Linked DNA regions of Sus scrofa: regions 1, 2 and 4 are each linked to region 3. The links are chromatin contacts, called in public HiChIP or PLAC-seq maps. All regions are on one chromosome and are shown on one strand. Each heading gives the region's core, a stretch centred on a gene start, on an enhancer-like site or on the middle of the called end of the contact. The rest is flanking DNA. Distances are from core to core; before and after follow the strand shown.

Region 1 (3,007 bases), core at 48-2,547, 250 kb after region 3:
GCAACCTGGTGGCCTGGGTGTTTTCCTGGATGGAGGGATGGGGCCCACTGCCCTTGACAGCATCTCCCAGCTGACGCCCAACTCCTTGCAGCCTCTGCCTTGCGCACACCCATCTCCATCACCAGCTCCTATGCTGCGCCCTTTGCCATGATGAGCCACCACGAGATGAACGGCTCCCTCACCAGCCCCAGCGCCTATGCCGGCCTGCACAACATCCCACCCCAGATGAGCGCGGCTGCCGCTGCCGCTGCTGCCGCCTATGGCCGATCGCCAATGGTGAGCTTTGGAGCTGTACGTAGACCTTTTGGCTCCTTTTTTGGGGGGACCGGGCCCTGAATGGGGAAGTTGGAGTGGGTTAGGGATGCCCTTCCTGGTGACCACGTCGCTGCCTTTCGGGTAGACTGTTTATTAGAAACAAGACAGGAACACACACTTGGGGCTCAGCAAACCTGGGTCTCATCCTGCTTGCCCATTAGTCACCCTGTGACCTCATGCAACACAGCCTCCCTTTCCATGTGGAAATCGAGGCTGACACCTGTTTTTCTGGGCTCTGTGGGAATGGGAATCCCCGCAGTGAGTGAGGTGAGTTTCCTTGGCAAATGGGGCTGCCAGGTACACAAAGATGTGTCTGCTGTTACTGCTCAGCACTTGGGTTGGCAGGGGCAGTTTCTCTCCTGACCTCCTGAACATGGGGTGGTGGTCTCTTCTCTACATGGCCTGCTGGGACACCAGGAGAGGGGACAGGGATCAGCTTGTCTTGCAGAACAGGGAGAACGAGCGGAGGGTGGGGGTGGAAGATCCTGGTTCAGAGTCTGAGGGTCTGGACTGTCACCCTGTCCCTGCCATTGTCCTGGGAAAGGCACGTGACCCTCCTGGGCATGTGTTCTCTCTGGAACAAGGGGCTCTGCTCTGCTTGGCTGCCCCTCAGGTTCTGAGGGGGAAGCAGTGCAGGAGGAAGGCGGGGTGGGGCATGTGTGGTGGGGGATGCGTGGCGGCACCCTCACTGAGGGCCTTGTCTTGCTTTACAGGTTGGCTTTGACCCTCACCCTCCCATGCGGGCCACGGGCCTGCCCTCAAGCCTTGCCTCTATTCCTGGTGGAAAACCGTAAGCTCTGGCTGTATTTGTATTTGTTGTACGCTTCTTGGGGAGGGCGGGGGTGAGCATACCACCCATCCACTTCTTCCCTGCCCTGGGAGACCACCCCCCCCAGGAAAGGCGCCCCCAGGCCAGGCTGCAGTGCCAGCAATGGCTGCCTGGCCACACTCCTGCTCAGCCCCAGGCTCCCTCTGAAAGGGAATGAGGGAGGTTGGGGTTGAGGCTGTAGTCCCTGGGCTCTGAGAGAGAAGGGACACTTCAGATGCCAGGCTCTCCCATCCAGATGCCATGGAGCTGGTGCCATGCCCCCGTCTTGGGGGCTCCCGGGGGTTCCGCCCCCAGCTGGTGCCCACTGTGACCTAAACCAGTAGGCAGACCATGCCCGCTCAGGCCCGGCTGTGATGTGTTCATTTGATGATGATTCATTTGATGATGACGATGTGTTCAAGTGATGATGATTCATTTGAGGAGCCAATTTTCCTTCCTAATATCACTGGCTCCTGGGCGACGGGGGGAAGCATTCAGACGGCATCGTTTCCAGGATCCCTGTGTTAAGGATTCTGTAGCTGGTAGGAAAGGCTGTCCCAAGGCAGTGTGGGGTTAGCCACCTGGTTGGCAGCAAGGCTGGGTAAGCAGGAGTAGAGGTCAAGGCAGGGTTATGAAGCACTCTCCACCCTGGCAGAGCCAGACGGAGGAGGCCAGGGTACCGGCTTCCCTAGGATCTGGGGAGGGAGCACCTGGAGGCAGGGGGTGGGACCAGTCAATCCAGGCAGAACCCCTGGGAACCGTTAGAGGATTAGAGATGCCAGGAGTGATGGTTCTCCCCCTTCTAGAGCGTACTCTTTCCACGTGAGTGCTGATGGGCAGATGCAGCCCGTGCCCTTCCCCCACGACGCCCTGGCAGGCCCCAACATCCCCAGGCACGCCCGGCAGATCAACACACTCAGCCACGGGGAGGTGGTGTGCGCTGTGACCATCAGCAACCCCACGCGGCACGTTTACACTGGTGGCAAAGGCTGCGTGAAGATCTGGGACATCAGCCAGCCAGGCAGCAAGAGCCCCATCTCCCAGCTGGACTGTCTGGTGAGGATCCTGGGGCTCTGGGCATCTCCAGCCAGGAGAGCAGGGCAACCTGGGCCGGGGGCACACCCCCATCGACCTGGCCGGGCTCGACCCTGTATTGGCTGGGCAACATTGGGCAAACCGGCAAACCTCTCTGAGGCCCACTTTCATCATCTGTAAATGGAGATGATACTGACCTGCAGGGCCTTACGAGGAGATGACTGAAAGTTTGCAAGGTTATAAATGAGGAATGGAGATGGCCTGGCAGCTTCCTGGAACTGCCGTGAATAAGGGCAAGAAGTGAGCAGAAGTGATAAGGGTGCTGCTGGATGTGATGCCCCCGGGAGGAGGGGGTTGGGTGGCCCTGAGCACTGCCCCTTCTCCCTCCAGAACAGGGACAACTATATCCGCTCCTGCAAGCTGCTCCCTGATGGACGGACGCTCATCGTGGGCGGCGAGGCCAGCACGCTCACCATCTGGGACTTGGCCTCACCCACGCCCCGCATCAAGGCTGAGCTGACGTCCTCGGCTCCTGCCTGCTATGCCCTGGCCATCAGCCCCGATGCCAAAGTCTGCTTCTCCTGCTGTAGTGATGGCAACATCGCCGTGTGGGACCTGCACAACCAGACCCTGGTCAGGTGAGGTGCGGGAGGGAGCAGGGGTCCTTGTTCTCGGGAAGGCTACGCTGGCTGTGCCTGGCATTGACGCTCCGGGGGTCAAGTGTGGGACTTCAGAGCCAAGCTGCTGGGTTTGAATCCTGCTTCCATATGACCTTGCGCAAGTCACATACCTCTCCCTGGGCCTTAGTTTCTTCTGTGTGAAACAGGCAGAGTGAAGCCCTGTCCCTGG
Region 2 (3,100 bases), core at 1-2,500, 220 kb after region 3:
TATGTCAGTGCTAAAAGGGCCTTTAAGGAGGCTCACCTATCACTGAGTGATCGGTGATGTAAATGTCCTCAGCCCCTCCAGGAGCAGGGGTCATTATCTCCCGGCTGCTAAGTGGGTCATTTATTCACCCCCTTCTTAAAAACACCGGGGAGCTGCTCTCCCCTAGAGCCTTTGCATGGCAGAGATGGAGTGGGGCCTGGGAACCTTTGCTGGAGGCCTCGACCCTTCCTGTCTCTGGGCTTCCTTCCCACGGGCGATAAAACACCCATGTGCAGAGTTCCCATTGTGGCTTAGCAGTAACAAACCCGAATAGTATCCATGAGGGTGTGGGTTCCATCCCTGGCCCCACTCAGTGCGTTAAGGATCTGGCGTTGCCGGGAGCTGCGGTGTAGGTTGCAGATGTGGCTCAGATCCATGTTGCTGTGGCTGTGACTTAGGCCAGCAGCTGCAGCTCCAATTTGACCCCTAGCTTGGGAACTTCCATATGCTGCAGGGTACGGCCCTAAAAAGGAAAAAAAACAAAACAAAACAAAACACCCACTTGCTTTATTTCAGTGCTCTGCTAGCTCAGTCAGGAGAAAATGCCTGGCAAGGAATTTCATCTTGTAGTCCAATAGTTAAGGGCCTATCAATTTAGAATTGCCTAGGAAATGCAATGGAATATTTTAACTTAAAATTGCCCCGATGCCTTGTTCTGGATTCTTCCTATATTTGATTGCCTGGTGACTGTGGTGCCTGGTTGCTGGCGATTCCTCCTGCACAGCCCCAGCCTCTCCCTGAGCCCCTGTGATTTTAATTCAAGATGAGGCAGACTCACCTTGAATATCTGAGGACTTGTGTCAGAGGGCCAGGTAAAACCTGATTCAAATTCAAGAACCCCGGAACAGGAGTTCCCGTCATGGCTCAACAGTTAACAAACCCAACTGGCATCCATGAGGACATGGGTTCGATCCCTGGCCTCGCTCAGTGGGTTAAGGATCTGGCGTTGCCGTGAGCTATAGTCTAGGTCACAGACATGGCTCGGATCCCCCATTGCTGTGGCTCTGGCATAAGCTGGCGGCTACAGCTCTCATTGGATCCCTAGCCTGGGAACCTCCATATGCTGTGGGTGTGGCCCTCAAAGACAAATCAACAACAACAACAACAAAAAGAACTCTGGAGCAGACCAAGCGTCCACCCCAGACACACATGAGGGAGTGCACAGTGGAGTAACCCAAGGCCCTGCCACCAGGATGTGACTTTCTGTGGGTCATATGACATGTCAGTCACAGAGCTGGCTGGAAAACCACCATTTCCACATGGCTTGGAGTGTAACTCAGGTCTCACATAGGTCCCTTTTCCTCATCTCATTCTTACGCACATCCACAAACGGGTCTCCAGAATCACTGCACGCTGTGCTGACTATGCCATGAAGAGATCCTTGTTTGAGAAGTGAAATCAGGACCCTAATGGCAGCCCCTGTGCTGTCTCATAGACGGGGAATTGCTCTTACTTCCCGCCAAGTGAAACATCTTCAAGAGCCCTTGCCTCACTGTCGAAAGCTTCTTGTGAATCACAGAAGGAACGTGGACAGTAGCTGCTTGACACAGATAGGACCCTCTTGCCTGCTCTGCTCTGTAGTGCTCAGTTAGGCTGATGGATGCACTTGAACGGGCCATGCTATGAAGACTGGTCCTTGGGACCGAACCCCAGCCAGCTGCAGCTTAGCCCACACCCAGCATCCGTCCATGCCTTGCCTCTTACTCTGCTTGTCCTTTAAACTCATGCTGTGCTCTGTTTTACTGAACTTTCTGGAGCAATCGACATGTCACAGAGCGACTGAGGAGGGTTTGGCCTTCTCAGACTCTAAATGATGGCTCCGGGATCTTACGAGTTATCCACTTTGTCCCTCTGTTTTGCAGACAACAAAATTGAAGCCCAGAGGAGGGAAGGGATTTGGCCCAAAGCCACACAGCGAGATTGGAGACAGAGCTGGGAATAGAGGCCAGGTCACCTCTGTGTGGCAGGGGGTCATGATATGCTCTTTAAAGCAGCCAGGTTCCTCCCTCTCCTTGTTTTTATCTGGCTGAGGTTAAAATGTGTGCATTTTCGAAGAGCTGACAGGGCAGTTTAAAACTAAATACCGGAGAGAATCTGGTGGAAGTGGCTGTCAGATGTGTCTTGAGCAGTCAGTTAAATAATTTCAAAAAAAAAAAAAGTCAAAGACTGGCCAGGTGCTGCAGGCTGGGAGCAAGAGGTTGCCAGGGTGTGGACCGAGAGCCGGTCCCATCTCCCTTCATTCAGTGTCCTGAGTCAAAGGCCCAAGGGATGGGAACAACAGTTAGTGTGAATGCTAGGGCGTTGCTGGAGCAGTGCACTCTGAGAATGTCCCACTGCCCTCTGTGTACAGTAAGATGTTCAGAGGCCCTGCTTTAACAAGGAGGTGATGGTGTGAACAGGAGTTACCTACGGGCGTGGAACAGACTGCTCTTTGGGAAATGACACCAGTCCCCCCCCCGCCCCCCAACTCTTTTGTACTCCGTCATTTACTTGCCTAACAACCACAATGGAGGCAGATGGTCCTCCCAGTGTCCACTCGGGAGCTCAGGATCTCGAGCTTGCAGGGTCTCTGCACACACTTCTCTGTCTGTGGTGAGTAGGTGAGTTCCTTCTGAGGCACAATATTTTTCCACCAGCAAAGCTGCCTTCTTTGAACCACACTTGAAAAGGAACTTTCAAAGGCAGCACCCGGCTCCGCAAACACCTTTTTCCAAAGGAAGCCGTCGTCCCGCCACCCAGCCTCCGCCTCCTCTCTGCTTCTCTTTCCGAGGCTCCGACTCAAAGGCAGTGGTTTTGTGGGACCAGGATGGAGGGAAGGATGAAGGCCCAGCCCAAGAGCCCCAGCTTATCGGTAACAGGGTGGCGGTGCCCTGAATTGCCAAAAAGAGTTTTCTAACCTAGGATCTTGTTCCAGTTGGTGACTTGTGACCCGTCCCGTTGGTTGAAAGTCACACGTCTTGATCCCTTTTTTTCTTTCCTTTCTTGGAACTGATGTTTAGAGCTTGTTTGAGTTGGATCAAATGCTGTTTTAACAGCTGTTCTAATCGGAAATGCTGTCAAT
Region 3 (3,346 bases), core at 174-2,673:
GCTTAAGAAAGAAGATCCCTTCCTTCCTTCTCTACCGTTGTAGATAATTTTTACCCCAAGCCCACCCACCTAGAGGTGGAAGGCCTGAGCCTCTAAGGGCCCCCTGGCTGAGGGGCTCCTGGGAAAGGGCAGCGCTTTGCAGCCAGGCTTTAGGTCTGCCCCCAGCTCAGCTGGAACATCAGCAAATTATGTCTCCTGCCCTGATCCCTCTCCCAAACTCCAGCCACACATTGACAGCCGCTCCCTGGCCTCCCTGTCCCATTGTCTCCTGGGGAATAAGTGGACACCAGACTCATCACTTTCCTCTCCAGCCATCACTTTCCCTGCATTTTCTCACCCTGTTCTCGACAGCTGGAAGACAACACTGTGTTCAGTGAAAGATGGAATGCTGCAGAGGAGGAGCTGGTCTGGGGAGGAGGTTGACAGCCATTGCATGTACATGGGGCTTGAGTTACAGATGGCTAGGGATCAGACAGGTGGGTGTGAAGGTCTGGAGCTAGGACAGAGACCCAAGAGGCTTCAGACTGAAGAAACTGATGGAAGCCTTGGATAGGGGACAGATAAGCACCAGGAAGGAGCATAATGACAGAAAGCTGGGGGACGACCCTCATGTCAGAGGTGGGGACAGAGACAGGAACTTGCCAATGGATCCTGCAAGGCCACCATCTTGAAAGCCACACCAGAAAAATGGCTTCGAAGGGAAGTGGTCAGCCTTCTGGGATGCTACAGGGAGATCAAGTGAGATAGTGTAGTCTGTCGGGGTCACAGAGGCCACGATGACCTCCCAAGGGAAGTCCCTGGGGTGTGGATGGCGGGGAGCCAGACCACACCAAGTGCAACAGTGACAGGGAGGCAGGCGAGGAAGTGGAGACACTGAAGATAAGCAACTCTTCCAAGAAAGGCTGCTGAGAATTAAAAAGACTGCTAGGCTGGTGGCCCAGGGAAGTCTCGGTGTTGCTGGGAGGAGCCAAAGGAAGAATGAGTGAATCGGTGGAGGCTGTCCTTGGACCCAGGGCTTGGTCCCAGCACAGGGCAAGAGATCTCATATAGACGAGGTATGTTCCTTCCCTCGGGTGGGAAGACACATGTTAGGGATGGACCCAAGAAAGAGACCTCAGGAAGGGCAGGACTTTGTGGAGTCCCCACCTGCAAGCCAATTCTGCCTGGTTTTTTCCAAATGGCTTTTCCAAGGCCAGTGTCATCAAGCTCCTAATCCTACCCTGGTCTAGATGCTTCATGTTCATTCTTTCTCTCCTCCCAGAGTCTCTGGGAAGCAGACACTACTAAGCTCATTTTGCCCATGAGAAAACTGAGCCAGAGAGAAGTTCACTAACTAGCCCAAGGTCACACGACCAGGCAGTGCCTCCTAAGGTGCCAACCCAATTCCGAGAAACTCCCCAAGGCCCTTGCCTCACAGTGCCCTCTGGCCTCCTAGCCCTGCTGCCATGACTTTGCATTTCTCAAGTATATCTGCACAAGCTCTTGCTTCTGCTCAGAATGCCTCTGGTTCCTCACCCACCCACTGGAGCAGATGTGTCCTTCTGACTTAACCCATCTTCCCTGGCCTGTCTTCCTCACCCAGATGTTCCCACACACCCTAGCCATGTCTCTTTATGCCACTGACTGTGTTGTGTTGAAATAATATGATTTTTTGGTTCTCTGTTCCACTCCTGGACACTGGACTGTGAGCACCTCATGGGCAGGGACCCTGCCTTACCTGTCTTACCTGTTCCCAGCTCCTAGACAAGTGCCCAAAAAGCAGATAGTAGGGCCTAGAAAACAACTTGTCAGATGAGCAAATGAGAAATTTCTTTTAAAAGTCCAAAGGTTTGAGCATGAAAATGAATCATGAGGGGGAAATTTTTGCAAACCACTTATCTGATAAAGGACTCCAACTCATACATAGCAAATTCAGTTCAACGGTAAGAAAGAGGAGTTCCTGTCGTGGCTCAGTGGTTAACAAACCCTAGTAACCATGAGGTTTCGTGTTCGATCCCTGGCCTTGCTCAGTGGATTAAGGACCCGGCGAGCTGTGGTGTAGGTCACAGATGCGGCTTGGATGCCATATTGCTGTGGCTGTGGTGTAGGCCGGTAGCTACATCTCTAATTAGACCCCTAGCCTGGGAACCTCCACATGCAATGAGTGCAGCCCTAAAAAGACAAAAAACAAAACAAACAAACAAACCAAAAAACCAGTAAGAAAGAAAACAATCCAAAGTGGGCAAAAGACATGAAGAGACATTATGTCCAAGAGGAGGTATCAATAGCAGATAAGCACATGAAGAGATGTTCAACACCATTAGTCATTAAGGAAATGCGAATTAATTAGGAGTCTGGGATTAACAGACACACACTACTATATATAAAATAAAGAACAAGGGCATACTTAGAGCACAAGGAACTCTACTCAATATCTTATAATAACCTATAAAGGAAAAGAGCCTAAAAAAGAATAGATATATACATGTGTGTGTAACTGAATCATTCTGCTGCACTCCTGAAACTAACACAGCATTCTAATCAACTCTATGGCAATAAAATTTTTTTAAATAAATATATTTAAAAAGGAAATGTACATTAAAGCCGCAGTGAGATATCACTACGCACATATCAGAATGGTTAAAATTAAAAAGAGTTAACAATACTAATGCTGACAAGAATGCAGAGAAACTGGGATGCTCATACACTGCTAATGGAAATGTAAAATAGCACAGCCATTCCGGAAAAGTCTGGTCGTTTCTTAAGAGTCCAAACATACACTTACCATATGACCCAGAAATTGCACTTCTGGGCACTTGGCCCAGAGAAATGAAAACATGTCCATACAAAAATCTCTACTGTACATAATTTCATAGCAGCTTTATTTGTAAGAGCCTCAAACTGGAAACAACTAAAATATCTTCTGTAGGTGAACGGTTAAACAAACTTTGTATATTCATACCATGGACTACTACTCAGCAGTCAAAGTGAATGAAATTTCGAGGCAGGTAATAATATGAGACTCCCAAGGACATCATTTGAGCAAAAAAAAACCACACCCAGTTTCTAAAGGTCACATGCTGCATTCTTCCTTTTTTGTAATAGTCTTGAAATAACAAAAGCACAGAGCCGGAGAACAAATTGATGATTCCCAGGAACAAGGGATAGTTGAGGGGAGGAAAGGTGTGACTACAGAATAGCAGAAGGCTGATCTTTGAGATGATCAAACTGTATCTTGATGGCAGTGATTACATGAATGTATGCACAGGATAAAGTGATAGAACTATGCACATACATTGCACCAACACCATTTCCCTGGTTTTGACATTGCACTATAGTTATGTAAGACACAACCATTGAGAGAAAC
Region 4 (3,358 bases), core at 581-3,080, 210 kb after region 3:
GGGGCGGGTAGGAAGAGGGTGCGCCCACCGGTGACGTAAGGGGGAGGGCAGAGAAGGGGGAGGGGAAAAGGAAGCTCCAAAGAGGAGCCATTTTGTGTCTAATGAATGCTGCGGCCAGATGCTCGCATCTGTCGAGCCGGGCTTCTCCCCACCCCCCTCTTCGGTGCGTGCCTCACACGATTTATGTTTTTATTTAGGAAAATAAATAAATGAAGAGAGGAGTGCGGTTCGGGGCTGGCGGCCGGAGCGGGCGCAGGGAGGTTCAACTCCAAGGCGGGCGCTCACGTGTAACTCCCAACGCACCGGCCTCCGAGCGCCCGCTTGTTCTCAGCTCCTCATTAAGATGCAAAAGCGAACTCCAGCTCCTAATGAGGGGAAAATATAGATCCGGGGCCAACCGCGGGCCCCGGGGTTCGTGCAGGTCCGCGGAGATACTTGGGAAGGGGGGTACCTAGGGCCCACCTGGGCCCGTCCACTCGGCGGTGCCCGTGGGATCTGGGGCGCGGCCACTCCAGCCTTCCAGCCGCTTGAGGCCCATGTCCCCACGGCCCGTCTGCCCTGATGTAACCCCGAGTGCAGGCGATCGAGGCTATCTGTTTGCGGGCAAACTGGACCCAGAGTCGAGTGTGCAACCGCGCGGGGAGTCCCGGAGGCGCGGCGGCGGGGGTGGGAAGAGGAGCGCACGGGGGCGGATGAGAGTCTGCACCTCCCAGGGCGTCAAGGCTGGCGGCCGAGACACCTACGGGCTTGCACGCGCGCCCCTCCACAGGCTTCCGCCGACGCGAAGACCCTGCCGGGAGCAAGCTGAGAAATCCGGGACGGAACTCGGAGCTCCCGGGCCGCGGTGGGGCCAGCAGCCACGGCATTCCCGATTCCGCTTCCCCGGCCCCGACGCTCAATGAACAGCTGCGGCGAGGGCGTAGCCGTCTCCACCAGGAAGGAGCCCCGAGTGGGGATAGCGCGGGAGGACCCGAGTGTCCGCGGGCAGTCGGGCCTTTCCATCTGCTCTGCCCGCCAAAGGAGAGTTCCTTAGGCTTCTCCCCGCGGGCAGCCGCCGCACATCAAAGACGCTGTTTATTTGGCTTTCTGAAAAGGACGAATGAACAAAGAAGAAAAGCTGGGGGCCTGGGGTGGGGGGAGTAGGAGGGCAGGAGAAGGGGAAAAGAAAGGGACACCCTCAGTTCCGAGCAAAATTTTTTTAAGGTGGCAGGCAACTTCGGGAGCCACCATTTTATCGGTCCTAAATCTTGTGAAGTGAAAACATTAAAGTGACAAAGTGATTCTGTTTGTTTTATAGTATCTAATTGGGCTGCTTTGCAGACCTAATGAGATTAGAGGGAGGAATCCTTCGCCGCCTCTGCAGAATAAACTGATACATTACTACCAGCCACAGGTTTTGAGGACTGTACAGTTTGTCTTTTTTTTCTTTTGTTGTTATTCTTCTGTCTTCTCTCTTTCCCCTCCCGCCAAATAATTATTTGCTAGTAGATCGTGGGAAAAAAGAGCGGGGGGGGGGGAAATCCTTAGCAGCCCAGTACTATAATATATATCTATTTATTATATGTCTTTCGGTTAATTCCTGATCTGAGGAGCGCTGTTTTTCACTCCCCTGCGAAAGTCACCAGCGGGTAGGGCCTGATTGCTACTTTTCATGCATAGTTTTAGACACAAGAGGGCATTGTGACGTCGCGCCCGGCGGCGCCCAGTCGCAGGCCGAGTCCGACAGCCCCACGTGGGGACCCCGCGCTCCCATTGGTTAGCGGCTGGCGAAGCTGCCACATTATTTTGTTACTTTTCAGTCCCTATTTGGAACTGCTCTCGCGGCAGTTCAGACCTCGTGCTCGTCCCCCTCGCTTGTCTGTGTGTGGTATCCGCAGGTCCGGGGCACTTTTTTTTGGTGTGTGTGTGTGTGTGTGTGCGCGCGCGCGCGCGCGCGCGTCTGGGGGGATTGTCGGGGAGCGGAGAGGAGAGCCGGGCCGAGGGGAAGGAAGGAAGCCGCAGAGGTCCCCGGTCTCGGGCTGCGTCTCCCCTCCAGCGCTCTCCTGCTTGCGCGCTCGGAGGCGGCGGCGGCGGCGGCGGCGCCAAGCGCTCCTCGCTGGGGACCCGGCCCTCGAGCTGGGAGCAGCGAGGACCCTTTTGCGGCGGTTTCCTGTGCCTGCTGGAGTTAGGATGCCAGGGCGGTTGATTCCCACCTCCTGAGCGCGGAGTTTCCTCCTCGGCCCTGGGAAGGGCTCGCAGCGGCGGCGGCGACAGAAGCAGACTGAACAGCAGGCTCTCCTCTCCAAGGGGGGGCGTCGAAGCGCCCGCGCCGGGCTCCCGCCCTCACCCTCCGGCGCTCCTGCGGCCCAAGCCGCCACCTCGGTGCTTGCCTTCTTCCTCTTCTCGCGGAGAGCTGCCCCTGGGATCGGACCTGAACGCCCTGGATGCTCGGACTGCCCCGGCGCGTCCCCCTCCCGGCGCGACGCGCTGAGTGATCCGGAGGGCGCCCGCGCTTGCCCCAGGAGGGGCCCCGGACCTCGGGACCCCGCGCCGGACCCTCCGGGGTGACGACGATGTCCGCGCAGTCTCCGGCTCTGACGCGCTCCAGGCAGTGGGGGGAAGGCGGCCGGCTTCAGTCAGCCGAACCCTAGGTGCACAAAGCCCAAGCCCACCGCCCGGCCTCGGTGCCCGCCGACGACTTTGCCGCCTGCTTCTCGGCTCTTTGTCTCCGCTTGGGGCGGGCGCCTGACTCTGGGATTTCGCTGCGAGAGCGGGCTGGGGGGGCCGGGGGCGAGCTCTCGGTTTCCCGGCCGCCCCCCGCTCGGTCTTGGCTCCCCCCTCCCCCGCACCTCCCCGACCCGAGCTCTCCGCGTTTCTACGCTCTCAGAATCACGACCCCTCCCTGCCATGTATCCGCAAGGCAGACATCCGGTGAGTAATTGCAACTTGGTTTATTTAAGCATCTATCATGGCAGGGTAAACGAGGCAGTTTATCTGGCACCTCCATTTTGCTTGTTGCTACCTTTATGGTGTGTGTGGGGTGTGTGTGTGTCTGTGCGTATGTGTGTGCGCGCGCGCGCGCTCGCACAAAGGGGATGGGATGGGGGGGCGCCGTTGCGAGAGGAGGTTAATTCCGCTCGATTGGCGGGGGGGTTGGGGGGGGCTGCCAGTGTTCCCGGGGAACTGTTTGTTTTCACGCTGTCCTCCGCCCCCTCGCCTAAGTCTTCCAACTCACTCAGCCTGTCTCCCCCACCTGGGTCTTACTTGGGAAGGGGTGCCCCTTCTAAAAAGGAATGGGAGCCCCGCGGCCAATAGGGAGAGATCTCCCCCCCACGCCCCTTCGGAGAGCTGAGAAACTTGCTGGGAAGGTTCTGGGCCG

The links. HiChIP or PLAC-seq counts read pairs in DNA pulled down with a chosen protein or histone mark.
Region 1: a contact with region 3 is called in an H3K27ac HiChIP or PLAC-seq map of alveolar macrophages. The contact joins two enhancer-like sites. A contact is called at or near these places in 1 of 47 Hi-C or Micro-C datasets (embryonic fibroblasts) and 1 of 2 datasets of contacts at active chromatin or transcription factors (alveolar macrophages).
Region 2: an H3K27ac HiChIP or PLAC-seq map of alveolar macrophages shows a contact between it and region 3. The contact joins two enhancer-like sites. A contact is called at or near these places in 1 of 47 Hi-C or Micro-C datasets (embryonic fibroblasts) and 1 of 2 datasets of contacts at active chromatin or transcription factors (alveolar macrophages).
Region 4: a contact with region 3 is called in an H3K27ac HiChIP or PLAC-seq map of alveolar macrophages. The contact joins the promoter of TLE3 here to the enhancer-like site in region 3. A contact is called at or near these places in 2 of 5 promoter capture datasets (fetal liver and fetal skeletal muscle), 3 of 47 Hi-C or Micro-C datasets (embryonic fibroblasts, heart right ventricle and skeletal muscle) and 2 of 2 datasets of contacts at active chromatin or transcription factors (alveolar macrophages and skeletal muscle).

What each region holds. Positions count from the first base shown.
Region 1 is chr1:167,814,066-167,817,072 of Sscrofa11.1, reverse strand. It overlaps TLE3 (transducin-like enhancer protein 3), which reads left to right. Exons shown (of 20, transcript XM_021100790.1): 13 at 92-276; 14 at 1,029-1,105; 15 at 1,930-2,179; 16 at 2,549-2,796. Among named protein-coding and RNA genes, the nearest start is that of TLE3, 40 kb to the left of the region's middle. Within about 2 kb of position 1,297, at least 4 of the 83 cell types and tissues checked have an H3K27ac peak or open chromatin away from gene starts, as enhancers often do. A contact at or near this core is called in alveolar macrophages, where this site is marked.
Region 2 is chr1:167,837,816-167,840,915 of Sscrofa11.1, reverse strand. The region is part of intron 4 of TLE3 (transducin-like enhancer protein 3); the gene reads left to right. Among named protein-coding and RNA genes, the nearest start is that of TLE3, 17 kb to the left of the region's middle. Within about 2 kb of position 1,250, at least 2 of the 83 cell types and tissues checked have an H3K27ac peak or open chromatin away from gene starts, as enhancers often do. A contact at or near this core is called in alveolar macrophages, where this site is marked.
Region 3 is chr1:168,060,293-168,063,638 of Sscrofa11.1, reverse strand. No RefSeq gene overlaps it. Among named protein-coding and RNA genes, the nearest start is that of TLE3, 210 kb to the right of the region's middle. Within about 2 kb of position 1,423, at least 11 of the 83 cell types and tissues checked have an H3K27ac peak or open chromatin away from gene starts, as enhancers often do. A contact at or near this core is called in alveolar macrophages and fetal liver, where this site is marked.
Region 4 is chr1:167,854,385-167,857,742 of Sscrofa11.1, reverse strand. It overlaps TLE3 (transducin-like enhancer protein 3), which reads left to right and starts at 1,830. Exons shown (of 20, transcript XM_021100790.1): 1 at 1,830-2,910. The coding sequence starts at 2,887.